Regions from separate parts of the Mus musculus genome. Here region 2 is linked to region 1. Evidence: chromatin contacts called from public Hi-C data. All regions are on one chromosome and are shown on one strand. Each heading gives the region's core, a stretch centred on a gene start, on an enhancer-like site or on the middle of the called end of the contact. The rest is flanking DNA. Distances are from core to core; before and after follow the strand shown. Region 1 holds the start of Tmem255a (transmembrane protein 255A). Region 2 has its middle 21 kb from the start of Atp1b4.

What was found. Hi-C and Micro-C count contacts between places; a contact is called where the count stands out from the background.
Region 2: a Hi-C map of Sertoli cells shows a contact between it and region 1, with 2.5 times the contacts expected there. The contact joins the enhancer-like site here to the promoter of Tmem255a in region 1. A contact is called at or near these places in 7 of 39 promoter capture datasets (the 3T3-L1 cell line, embryonic stem cells, hippocampal neurons and 2 more), 1 of 484 Hi-C or Micro-C datasets (Sertoli cells) and 2 of 9 other capture datasets (adipose tissue and pancreatic islet).

Annotation. Positions count from the first base shown.
Region 1 is chrX:38,248,931-38,254,704 of GRCm38.p6, forward strand. It overlaps Tmem255a (transmembrane protein 255A), which reads right to left and starts at 3,551. Exons shown (of 10, transcript NM_172930.4): 1 at 3,314-3,551. The coding sequence starts at 3,371.
Region 2 is chrX:38,292,535-38,298,308 of GRCm38.p6, forward strand. It overlaps the pseudogene Rhox7-ps1. Among named protein-coding and RNA genes, the nearest start is that of Atp1b4, 21 kb to the right of the region's middle. Within about 2 kb of position 2,482, at least 1 of the 459 cell types and tissues checked has an H3K27ac peak or open chromatin away from gene starts, as enhancers often do. A contact at or near this core is called in Sertoli cells, where this site is marked.

The DNA.
Region 1 (5,774 bases), core at 2,301-4,800:
ATCTCATCATTGGCACTGCCTGCACCCCCCAGTAGCCTCTCTGCAGAACCGCTGCAACCCTCCCTCTCTGCAGTGCCCCACCTCCATGCCAGATACCAGAGGAGGTATGTGATGGAGCTCTGGAGGTGTGCTTCACCCTTCCAGATAGGATCGTCTTGCCCCTCCCTTGGTCCCCCTAATCAAAACCCTCATCTCTATTTGAATCTGAATTCCTCCCCTCATTTGAAGCAAGCTCAAAACTTCCTTCACCACAAAGTTTATCTTAATCAAGCTCCAGCTACTCTAACCACCCATTAGCTTGGTTTCTAATGGCCTAGAAGCCTTACTCAATAAGTATATAAACTGTGACAGCAGGTTTCTTCCACAACCCATACGGTGTCCACCATTTCCAGGATTTCGTATCTGAAAGGAGCCAAGCTGGGAGTTGCTATAAGATAGGATGCTGCCTCTGCGCGCTTGTGCTTTACCTTGTACGTATTTCTTGATAGCCCCTTCCTAAAAGAGAGTGTGCAATGTTTATTGGAATGTTGCAAAAATGCTTGGCACGCTGCGATGTTGGTGACGTATTAATTCTCAGGTTCGAAGGTTTGAATGGATTTGGATTTGCTTACCTGGGTCAGCTTTGCCGCAGAGTGGATCTCAGCAAGTCCCAGCCTCGAGCATCCCTGGAAACAGGTGGCTGCCCACACAAGAACCTTAATGCTCTGCAGGTCTCACAAACGTTTACCTAAAGGTGCTGAAATCTACTACCTTCACCTTTTTAGTAAATTACTCAGGACATGGAGATATCAAAAAAAAAAAAGGCTCAGTAAATTACAAATGTGCTGTTGGAAGTGAAGAGGATGCTCTGATGTAGTAGCGGTGTATCAGCGCTTGGGGGCGCTGTTGCCAAAGTGGAGGAGGGGGTTGCTGGGAGCTGTTGGAGGTGCGCAGGAGTCAAATTACTATCTTCACAATTCCCTGTCTGCTTCCTTCAGAGCAGCCCGCAAAAGTAGTGCAGGCACCCTGGTGCGGGCGGTGGTGTGTGTGTGTGTGTGTGTGTGTGTGTGTGTGTGTGTGTGTGTGTGACATTTAATTTTGGGGACTACGATTGTGTCTTGCCCGTAAAAGGAATCCCCTCAGAAATGCTGCCCTTCGAGGCAGAACACTAACCCAGAGCTTAGTTAAGTGGAGTATCCTAGATGCTAGATGCTGATTCAGGCCTAGGCTGTGGGCCCAGCGCCAGGGAACTCCGGGGAGACTCCCCTGTCCACACTGTGGGAACCTAGAATTATCTATTACTCTACTCAAGAATTTTCTACTGAGTTTGGCCTGTGGATTCTTTACCAAACGCTATTTGTGATGATTGTTCGTTCCTTGTCTTTTGAGATCTATGAGTCCCTTCCCTGCACTGCCGAGCTCAGCTTCTTGTTGCCCAGACATTTAGAAAAATGCAAGACAGGCTGGGGGCCCTGGGAATACAAGAGAGAACTCTCTTCATCTTGTTCTGAAACCCACAAAGCAGTGTCAGGTAGCAAGCCTTTCAGCCCTGTGCCTCCAGTCTGCTCAGTCCCCGCAGACGGGGTTCTGGGTGGGGAGGGTTTGGTTTGCAGGTGGTTGCCGCACACAGTTGGGATGGGCTCTGCAGAACCCTCGCCCTCTCGCGCCCAGCTCTTTCATGCTGTAGCGCCTGAGCCATGGTAGCGCCGCAGCTGGCCAAGGCAAGGAGTGCTTTTGGAGTTCTGTGTGCCTGTGTATGCGAGGGGTGGAGTGGGGGGCGGGGAGGGTACTGGAAAGTCTGGTACTGCTGGGTTCGGATTTGGACCCCAGACCTTGGCCTCATTTTGCATCCAGCACCAGATAACTACGACCTTAAAAATGAAAAGTGCAGGGCTTCTACTGACAGGCCTTCCACCGTTCAGATGATAACACTTTCGGGGGCCCTTGAACGAAATTTGTTGCGACTGAGTCTTTTGCAGGCAGCGGAGAGCTCACACTGGGCTCAATCTCCTTGCCCCTCCCCTGTGCATGTTCCAGCAAATTCATCGGAGAAGAGCTGAGAAGACTGAATGGCAGAGATTCGGGACAGAGGAGTTTTGCAGAATGTGAAATATGATAGAAACGACGAATTGGGCTAGATTAAAGTGACAATTTTTAAGTTTAGGTGGAATTATGGCTCCACAATCCCTTCACTCTTACCCAAGGCTCCAAATTAATTTCTTCTCCCAGCGAAGACTTAGGAAGGTGCCTAACAGCGAAAGGCAATTGTTTTGTTTTGTTTCGTTTTGTTTTTTATTTCTTAAAATTCGTTTGTAGCTACCGAAAAGCACCCTCGAGGGGCCTCCAAGTTGGTGCAAGACGGTAGCGGACCTCTAGATTTTAGGAAGGTGTTGAAAGGTGCCCCTCCCCCTTCATTCCGCTGAAGAGGAAAGCGCGACTTCAGAAGATGCGCGGGCTTGCGCTGGATCCTATTTTTCTAGTGCTCTCACCACCACCACCCCCCACCTCTCTCTCTCTCTCTCTCTCTCTCTCTCTCTCTCTCTCTCTCTCTCTCTCTCTCTCTCTCTCTCTCTCTCTCTCTCTCTGCGTTTGGAGTAGAATAGAAATCAAATTCAAGGACTGATCATTCTGCTACGTATGTCCAGGCTGTGCTGTCTTGAGTGATTCCCCAGGATTTCCCGTCCTGCCAGCATACCCTTTCTTCTACCCCCATTCCCTTGAGTAGCACCCCACCACCACCACCCCACCCCACACACCGGGTCTGCGAAGTGTAAATCAGCTCCCGGACCACTGCAGGTCTGAATTTCAAGATATCACCTAGAGTGAGTGAGTGTGTGTGTGTGTGTGTGTGTGTGTGTGTGTGTGTGTGTGTGTGAGTGTTGGGGGGGGGTAAGATCCTGCTTCTTCTAATTATCATTAGTCGTGATCTTAGAAGTGATGTGGACTTTGCAAAGAAGGAGCGTCGAATCGAAAGCAAAGGCACAGGTTTGGAGGAAGTGTTTTGATGCCCAGACAGCTGAGATTTACCACAGCTGCAAGTCTGTACACACACACACACACACACACACACACACACACACACACACACTCACATGCACTCCGGGCTAGGTAAGGCTACTCCAACCCTAGCTTGGCGCTCCAATCTCAAGCGCGTCACACTTGTCACAGCTGGGCCGCTCCCTTGGGGCTCTGGTCCACCTTCCAGATACTCGAGTTTGTGGACCCCCATCCCGGTTGCCCTCTCTCTGGCTGGCACTGGGGCAGGCAGGAGCTGGCTGTCCTGGGGACAACGCACTTACCCCCTTACTGCTGCCTCCCAGAGGACAGGACTTACCCATGGAATCGGGAAGGGACATGTCGCTGGACCGCTGCTGAGTCAGGGACTGATGCATGGTGAAAGCTGTCCAGTTGCCCCTGTCCCCGAAGCTGCTTCAAGAGCCCCTGGCTCAGGGCGCCCCGCAGAGCATCCTACTCTGCCGCTGCCTCTCTCGGTCTTCCCTAGCGCTGAGAGGGACTGACTGCCTCGGGTTGAGAGCTGCAGCCCAAGTGCCGCCTCCCCCTCCCTCCCCCTCTTCTCCCTCCCTCCTCTTCTGCCTCCCTCTGCTCCGGGAGGCAGCAGCATTGGCGTCCATGCAGCAGCGTGCGCTTGCGCAAGACCCCCCCTTTCTTCCTCCCCCCTCGGCCTCCCCATCCTAGTTATCCACCTCCCAGCCTGCCAGACAGGGAGACCGTTTCGCCCCTTGGGGCCAAAGCTGCGCAGAGAGAAAAAGGAGGCTTCAGCCTGAGGCCAAGGGGCCTTCTCCCAGTTTGAACAGAAGGTCTTGGGCGATCATCTTTTCTTTTACAAGATTCATAATTGGGGAGGGGGACAGAGTTAGAGGTTCGGAGCTGGAGAATGCACACAGTGACACAGACAGACAGGCACACACACACACACACACACACACACACACACACACACACACTTGTTCAGGTCTGATCTTACAGCTTCCAGAATAACATAATGGAGCTGGAGACAGTCCAGAAAAGGGCCACTCTATAATCAAAAGGATGGTAGTGGTTGGAGGGGGGGCAGAATGCCTTATGAAGATAGATTAAACAAATGCGCACTCTTTAGTCTAGAACGATGAAGGCTGAGAAGGGATGTGACCGGAGTGTATAAAATTATACAGTTAGAGACAGAGAACACAGCCTTATTCATCACAACTGATAATTTGAAAAGCAACAACCCCCCCCAAGAGTTATAAGGAGGTTCAGCTAAAGAAAACATGACACTCTATCAGTACCCCAGTTTGTATTTTTGTTCCAGGAGATTTTATATCAAGATAGGCTTTTTTAGACCATAGCAGCCGTGTAAGGGAGAAAAAGGAATGATCCATAGACCCATTTTGCAGATGAAGAAACTGAGTATCAGTTGAAACTCTCCATGCCTTTGCAGCTACTAAATTACAGAGGTGAGATGCAAACCTGGATATCAAATGCTCTTGCTAAGGAGGCAGGCTCTGTGGCCCTGCTTGCACAACTCCTAATTTAGGTTGTGAAGGCCTAGCCTTTAAGGGCTGAGACATCTCTCCAGCCCTGCTTCCACAACTCAATCCAAGCTAAGTGTAAAATTGTCCAGACAGGCTAGGGGGAGGGGGTCAATATACAAAGCATCTGTTTGGCAAGCCCGAGGTCTGAGTCCCATGCCCCTGCACCCAAGTGAAAAATCAGGTGCAACAGCACTTATTTGTAATCCCAGCCTTGGGGAGGCAAACACAGGAGGATTCCCCAGGGGTGCTGGCCAGTTCCAGGTCCAATGCGGAGATGCTGTCTCACAAAATAAGGTGGAGAGAGTGGTTAAGGACCACCCCTGACATCTACCTCTCATCTCGACAAACACACATGTTCATACATGTGCGCACCCGGGAGCGGCGCGCGCGCGCGCACACACACACACACACCCCTCCTGACTTGACCGTGAACCAACCGGGTGAAGGAAAGTACTGTGTTCCTCCCAGATCTGCCTTGCTAATCTGCTGCGAAACATTGTTTCCTTACCCAGGAAATGTAACCAAAGACCCTTGCCCTTTTCCACCTTCCAAAGGAAGAAAAGATTCTTCCTGAAGGTTAAAAGGAAGGCTTTTGTAAAGAACTTGGATACCCCAGGGGCCAGGTTGAATGCTTTGTCACGTATTATTAGCAGTTCTACACTACAGATGTGGTCTAAAGATCTGTGGCACATGTCCTAGATAGAGGCAAGATGGCCACTCTTGTAAAGATGTGTGTCTTAATCAAGCTTGGCGTGTAGGTCGTTCTTCAGGAGCTGCACAAAGGCCCAAGGAAAACTTGGATTTTTGCTGTTGCAAAGATAGTCTTTCGGTCCTGTTTGTTTAGCCCTTCTTTCTACCACTTTGAATATCTCATACTTAATGTGAAGAACCCCTGTGAACAGTACTGATGTCTCAGGGGTGCTTTGTCGTTAGCTTATTTTCGCTTCTGCGAGAGTAGCCTTGAAGAGAAGAAGTATTTATACAGGCTAGAGAAAAATGTTTACCACCATCCTCTTCAGCGATACGTGGCTCTCCTATAGCAACCATACAGCGAGAGAGCCCCAAAATGCCAAATACAAACTTGTTTACCGGAGCATGCTGCTTTAAGTGGATTCAACTAAGCTTTTTTCAGTTTAGAAAGAAATGCACTACCCATCCAGTGAAGCAGAGAGCATATGGTATTGGACCTTTATGAAAAGAACCACAAACCAGTGAGGACTCCTTAATGAAGGAAGGGAAAAGCCTTGCCTTCTGCAGTATCTG
Region 2 (5,774 bases), core at 1,232-3,731, 43 kb after region 1:
AGAAAGAAAAGGTAATAAGAGAAAGGGGAAGGATGGCTGGCTAAAGCCTACAGGGATCTGTTCTGTAAAGACGTTAGCAGATTCCACGAGCCTTATTTCCTTGACCTTCATTTCGCTCACCAGTGTTGCTGCCTGTGTTAAGAAGAAATAGGACTCCGCTCCTTGGACACTGTGCCACATCTCAGAGGCCCTACAAGTTTAGACTGACCTTTCATCTAGTTAAGGCCCAGGAGTGAAGTTTGACTCCCTCAAGGAAAAGTGCTGAGAGACATGGCCCTATACGGACCATGTTCTCTCGGTGGAACACTACATATAAATTAGCAAAATGAGGATTGTCTTCTATTCTAAACGGCCTACTTTCTCGATGAACAATAATTTCATGTGGTTCATTTGTTTGCCCCCCAAACTAAAGAGTAAATATCTCAGGAGAGATGATCGCGTGTACTCTATTGACTGTTTAGTTTACAAATGGACAGCTTCGTTACTTAAGAAACCAATTAAACCAGACTTTGGTCCTGACAGGGTGTAGATGAAAAGCAGCAAATAAATGAGAAAGGGTGGTGAAAAATAAGCTGAAGTCTTTGTTGGGAGCCAAGAAAGGCTGTCGGCATGACTGCAAGACCAGAAAGGGAAAAGTGCAACCTTTTACTAATTATGGAGAGAGAGTGTGTGAGGATGGGAATATGAAACAATTATAACAACCATCTTCTTAGTGCCTAGTACTTCCTTTAACATGTAGAAATTCATTTCATCTTCATTATTCCATGGATAAGTACTATTATGATACATGCTATAGAGATGAGGAAGAACTGAGAGCCAATAGATGAGCGTTAGCTCACAATGATTCTCCTGTGTCCATCTTCTACTGGTTTCCTGTGTTTCTGGACATCTTAGGAAAACTCATAGTAGTTGACACTGTTCCTGCCCACCTTGTCAGGTCTATGTGGATAGCTTTAGAAGATACCTTCCCTCTGGAGCAAGTAAAAGTCAGACATTCTTCCTGTCCCTCGTGAAAGACTCAGATTTATTAAAGGTCAGTGTTGCTATCCTGTAACACAACATCCAATATGTTCTGTCTGGCAGGGCAGTGGTGGCCACACTTCTTTAATCCTGGCACTCAGGAGACAGAGGTAGATGGATCTCTGTGAGTTTGAGGCCAGCCTGGTCTATAGCTTGAGCTCCAGGACAGCCAGGGCTGTTACACAGAAAAAAAAAAGTGTCAAAAAGCAAAGAAATGATAAGAAAAGAAGAGAAGAGAAGAGAAGAGAAGAGAAAAGAAAAGAAGAGAAGAGAAAAAAGAAGAGAAAAGAAAAGAGAGAGGGAAGGAGGGAGGGAGAGAGAGAGATGTGAAAAATCAGTGTGTTCAGATATTTCCTTTTTCAGTAACTTTGGTAGGACTTGAGGGCAAGAGATATTAATCTATATTCTGGCCAGTACTATTGCTATGAGACAGTTGCTTATCTCTCAGGATATTAAGTCGGGAGTTTCATGTCTTCTGCTAGCATCTGGGAAGATGTAACAAACTACCTTGTTAGCATGCAGGTCATATTAAATCTCAACATCTTCACACCTCCCCTCTGTCACAAGGTGAAATGTTTAAGAATCGTACCCAGAGCTCTTTAGCTCTGGTATGCACATCCTTTACCCAGGGTGGTGTTGTTTCAGGAGTTGCTGGGGTTAACATTTGATGACATTCTACCCTGGGCTTTCCTTCATACCTATGGGCCACTAGACCTGACCTCAGTTTTCAAGTTTGGGGAATGGGTGACCTATTCGGAACAAACAGAACAACTTTATTTATTCTAGGTTAGCAGGAACACTTTTCCTGTTTAATCATGCTCTTTTCTGTAACTCTGTTTCTCGTGAGAGTCAGGATTGTGCCAGGTAGAGTTATATGATGGTACGACTGGAACACCTTAGACACTTCTTCATAAATAAAGAGCTAGTTTTTAGCAATTTGAGGAATGCTGACCAAATCCTACATTAAAAACACTTGCCTTTATTCATCTGTTCTGGGCCACTTGAGTGTTAGGATCTCAAGATGACATTTTCCACCGATTTCTAATCCTTCAATTAGCTGTGTAAGACGTTTCAGTTGCTATTTCTAATCTCAGGTGTTCCAAGCCTCCCCATTGTTTATTTAGGTCTCTTCCTCTCATTGTTTACACATCCTTTTTATCTCTTTGTTCACTAGAGCTAGAGAAACAGCTGCCATCCTGGGGCTGGAGAGAGAGGAAACAGGAGACCGTGGAGAAATGAGGCCATTTTCATTTATCATGTTCCCAAAGGACTGTTCCACCAGAAGGCCTGATGATTTGTTTAGGATTTTCATCAAAATGATTGCATGCCACCCTCGAAATAGCCCTCTGAGGACACTGAGGCCTGAGGAGATTAAGTGACGGGGCCAACATTACACTGTAGTTATAGCAGTCCTGTGCTAGAATTCCTTTCCATACCCTGGATGCTGGCAAATTCGGAGGGGAGTTCCAAGGAGGTGGCTGATAAGAGCCTTAGCACAAAGACTCTTTGATTATGGCAGAGTCTGCCCAGGATATCCAAGAAGTCAGAAAGTCAAGGGCAAACAGCAAGATAAATCAGTCCTCTTCTGTGTAATGTTTCCATCCAGAAAGGTGGGGCTCAAGGAAACATTTGGGATGTTTAAGGACTGGTGTATTGCAAAATTGTGGGGATTACGGAAGTTCCCCTAGCCTTTGCTATCTTCTCCTTGAGCTCCTTCAGCAGCTATTGACACTGCATGCAAAGAGGATACTTGGGTCATTGGAGAATAGATTCTCTAGGCTGGGGTCTACTTCAGTTGAAGCCAGAGATGGTGGGAAAAAAATAAGTTCAGAAAGGGAATAGGGTTTCCTCCACACCAAACTAGTCAAGGAGGACTAGAGATAGAAAAGGTGGGCTCTGGGGGGTCACAAGCATCTATAACCAGTGGCTCTCAGCCTTCTTTAATGCTGTGACGCTTTAATACAGTGCCCCATATTGTGGTGACCTCCAACCATAAAATTATTTTTATTGATACTTCATAACTATAATTTTGCTACTCTATGAATCATAATATCTGTGTTTTCCAATGATCTTAGGCCTGTGAAAGGGTCATTCAACCCTAAAAAGATCACAACCCACAATTTAAGAACTACTGATCTACATGGTAAGGAGGGTCCTGAGCAAGTTGACTCCAGGTTCCTTTTCTTGACTTGTGTGTCTGCCTGAAGATGCAAGAGAAAAGAAAATAGTTTATTTCTGGCCTGCTAACCCCCTCTTATATTTTTCTCGCTATTGACTGGAAAAATTCATAATAGATAGAAATAGTTCCACAGGGTGTTACTCTGATTCTCTTAGCTTGCTATCTGTCTATTTGGGTGGGGTCCTCCATGTATCTTTGCCCATTATCAAATTGTGTGGCTCATTTCTGACATAATCAAATTCTACAGCTAAATACATATGTGTGTATGTTACCTGTATATATCTATAACAGAAAGCATATAAGTAAATGTCAAATGTTAACAATTTATAGATAAAGGGCATGCTGGTGTTTATCACCATTTGCTTTCAATGTGTAGCATTTTTCCAAAAAAAAAAAAATTGGGACTAATGTCCATAACTGGCTGAGTCTGCCTTCCTGACCAGGTGAGAATGAGTAAAGTACTGGACATGTTAGACATCATAGCTGACAGGCCCAGCACAGTCGAACACTCCCCTCTGGAAGTCCAGCATTAGGGAAAACTGACCAGGTAGAAAGTCGACTGAACAGGAGAAAAACAAAACAAGTTCTTCATGTGGAATAAGTAGCTCTGCATACCAGTGTTTCCCAAAGCATGACACGTGACCCCTGAATCACTTTCATCCTAGGGTGCATTAACCCTTCAGATTTTTGTACCTATACTTCCGAGCTACAGAATCAGAATTTGGGGACTGGGGTTGGGAAAACAACCTTGTTAGTATGCTCTCCACTTATTTCTGTGCTCGCTCAAGTGGAGACTCAGCTATATTCTTCCTCTGAGTTATTGCCCATCTCTAGAAAAATTTTCCCCAATTTTCTGCTCAGGAGTTAAAAGCTTACTTCATCCTTAGAGGCTAAACTCCGATACACCTGCCTTCATAAAGCTTTTCTTGATTTCCTGTTTCCTTAACTCCAATACTCTTCAAATGAGAGAAGTGAACAATACGATGGGTATATAAAGTGGGATATAGGTATCTCTTGGGATATGGGAAGGATTAGATGAAGTATGGGAGGTATTAATACTTAGTCCCAAATTCTTACTTGAAAAGTATGTTACAATTGAAAGTAACCTTGATAGCAGAAGATTTGTGGCTTTCTCTACACCGAGGGGTGCTTGCCAGAAGCATGGATGGGTCTGAAGCCAAGGTGCAGGTCAGTAGATCTGAGAAAGCATGGTGGGGACAGTCAGGCCATCTAGATCTTGCTTGGGGTATTAGGCTGAGTTGTCTTGGGTGTTCTCCAGTAGGTGTGTGCTTTCTCTCTTCCTTTGATGGAAGTCACTGGCTTCATGATCAGAAGGCAGACTTACTCCTCCCCAGCTAGTGCTCTTCACCAGTTCTCGAGGGTACCTGATTTCCTGGAGGAAACAGAAAGGCAAAGCCATCATATGCTGCTTACATTCTTTCTGTGAACCAAGGTATTTACACAGCATAGACTCTGTAATTGTGCACATGCAGAATCCATGCCTGTGCATGCCTGTATGTTTACCCAGTACTTCCTGTTAAATTGCTTCTGCACCATGGTCCTTTACAGTGAACTTCAGTAGAGTCATGCTGAAACCAAGGATGCTCTTGCAGATTATCAAGTTGATGGAGGATGGAACAGGGCCATGAAAGCCTTCAGCCGCATTAAGTTCCTAAGAATCAATCCATCCCACACACGTAACTAAATAAAGAATAATTGCTAACTATTGGGGCAAGTGAATAATCTGCCATAGAGCCCTGGCCAAGAGCGACTGATGTTTGGTAAGGCCAGACTGACCTGGAATAGAGCTTAGCAGCTCTTGTGGTGGTGGCTCCTCCTCCGTTGTGAGTTTGCATAGGGCAGCACTCCAGTGTAACTTAGAGGACCAACTTAAGTTCAGATGTTGTCTGTCCCAACGGCATGGGGAGAGGGCAAGAATAAATGCCCTGGAAAAATTGTCTAATGAACCAAACAAACAGAACCAGCAATATTGAATTTATGAGAGGCCAAACAACATGGGTGAATATGGTACCAGCAAAAGGACACCTTGGAAATCCATTTAATGTCTTGCTCAGTCTGTTCCAGAACTGAGCCCATAACGGCTGCTGTCCATGTGTGTTCTGCAGGAGCAGGCTTGCTGTGACTCTGTGTAAACTAGTGATAGGTGCTGTAGGTTTTTCAGGTTTGTGTGTAGAAGGCTGGGTTACATAGATTGAAGCCATGGTCTCCAACACTGAACCCACCCTGCCTGTGGCAGTCCAAGGAGTCTGTGCTTCTCCACATAGCTTCTGCTACATAGGTTTGAATGCCACTGACTGATGTAGCATGTGTCCTTGTCAGCAAAGCTCTCAGCATGCTGAGACATTCCCTGTTCTCCTCTGCTTTCAGATGTGGTTTAACAACAGGAGAGCCAAACAGAGGGCCAGGGAGAAGAAAGCAATGCTCAGGAGCACAGCAGGTGGGAATCAGGACCACATTTGCATGATGGACCCAGAGGAGCCCTAGGGGACCAAACCTCCAGGAGCCACAAGGAGATGGGCTGTGTGCAGTCACAGTTTAACCACTCATGAGGGAA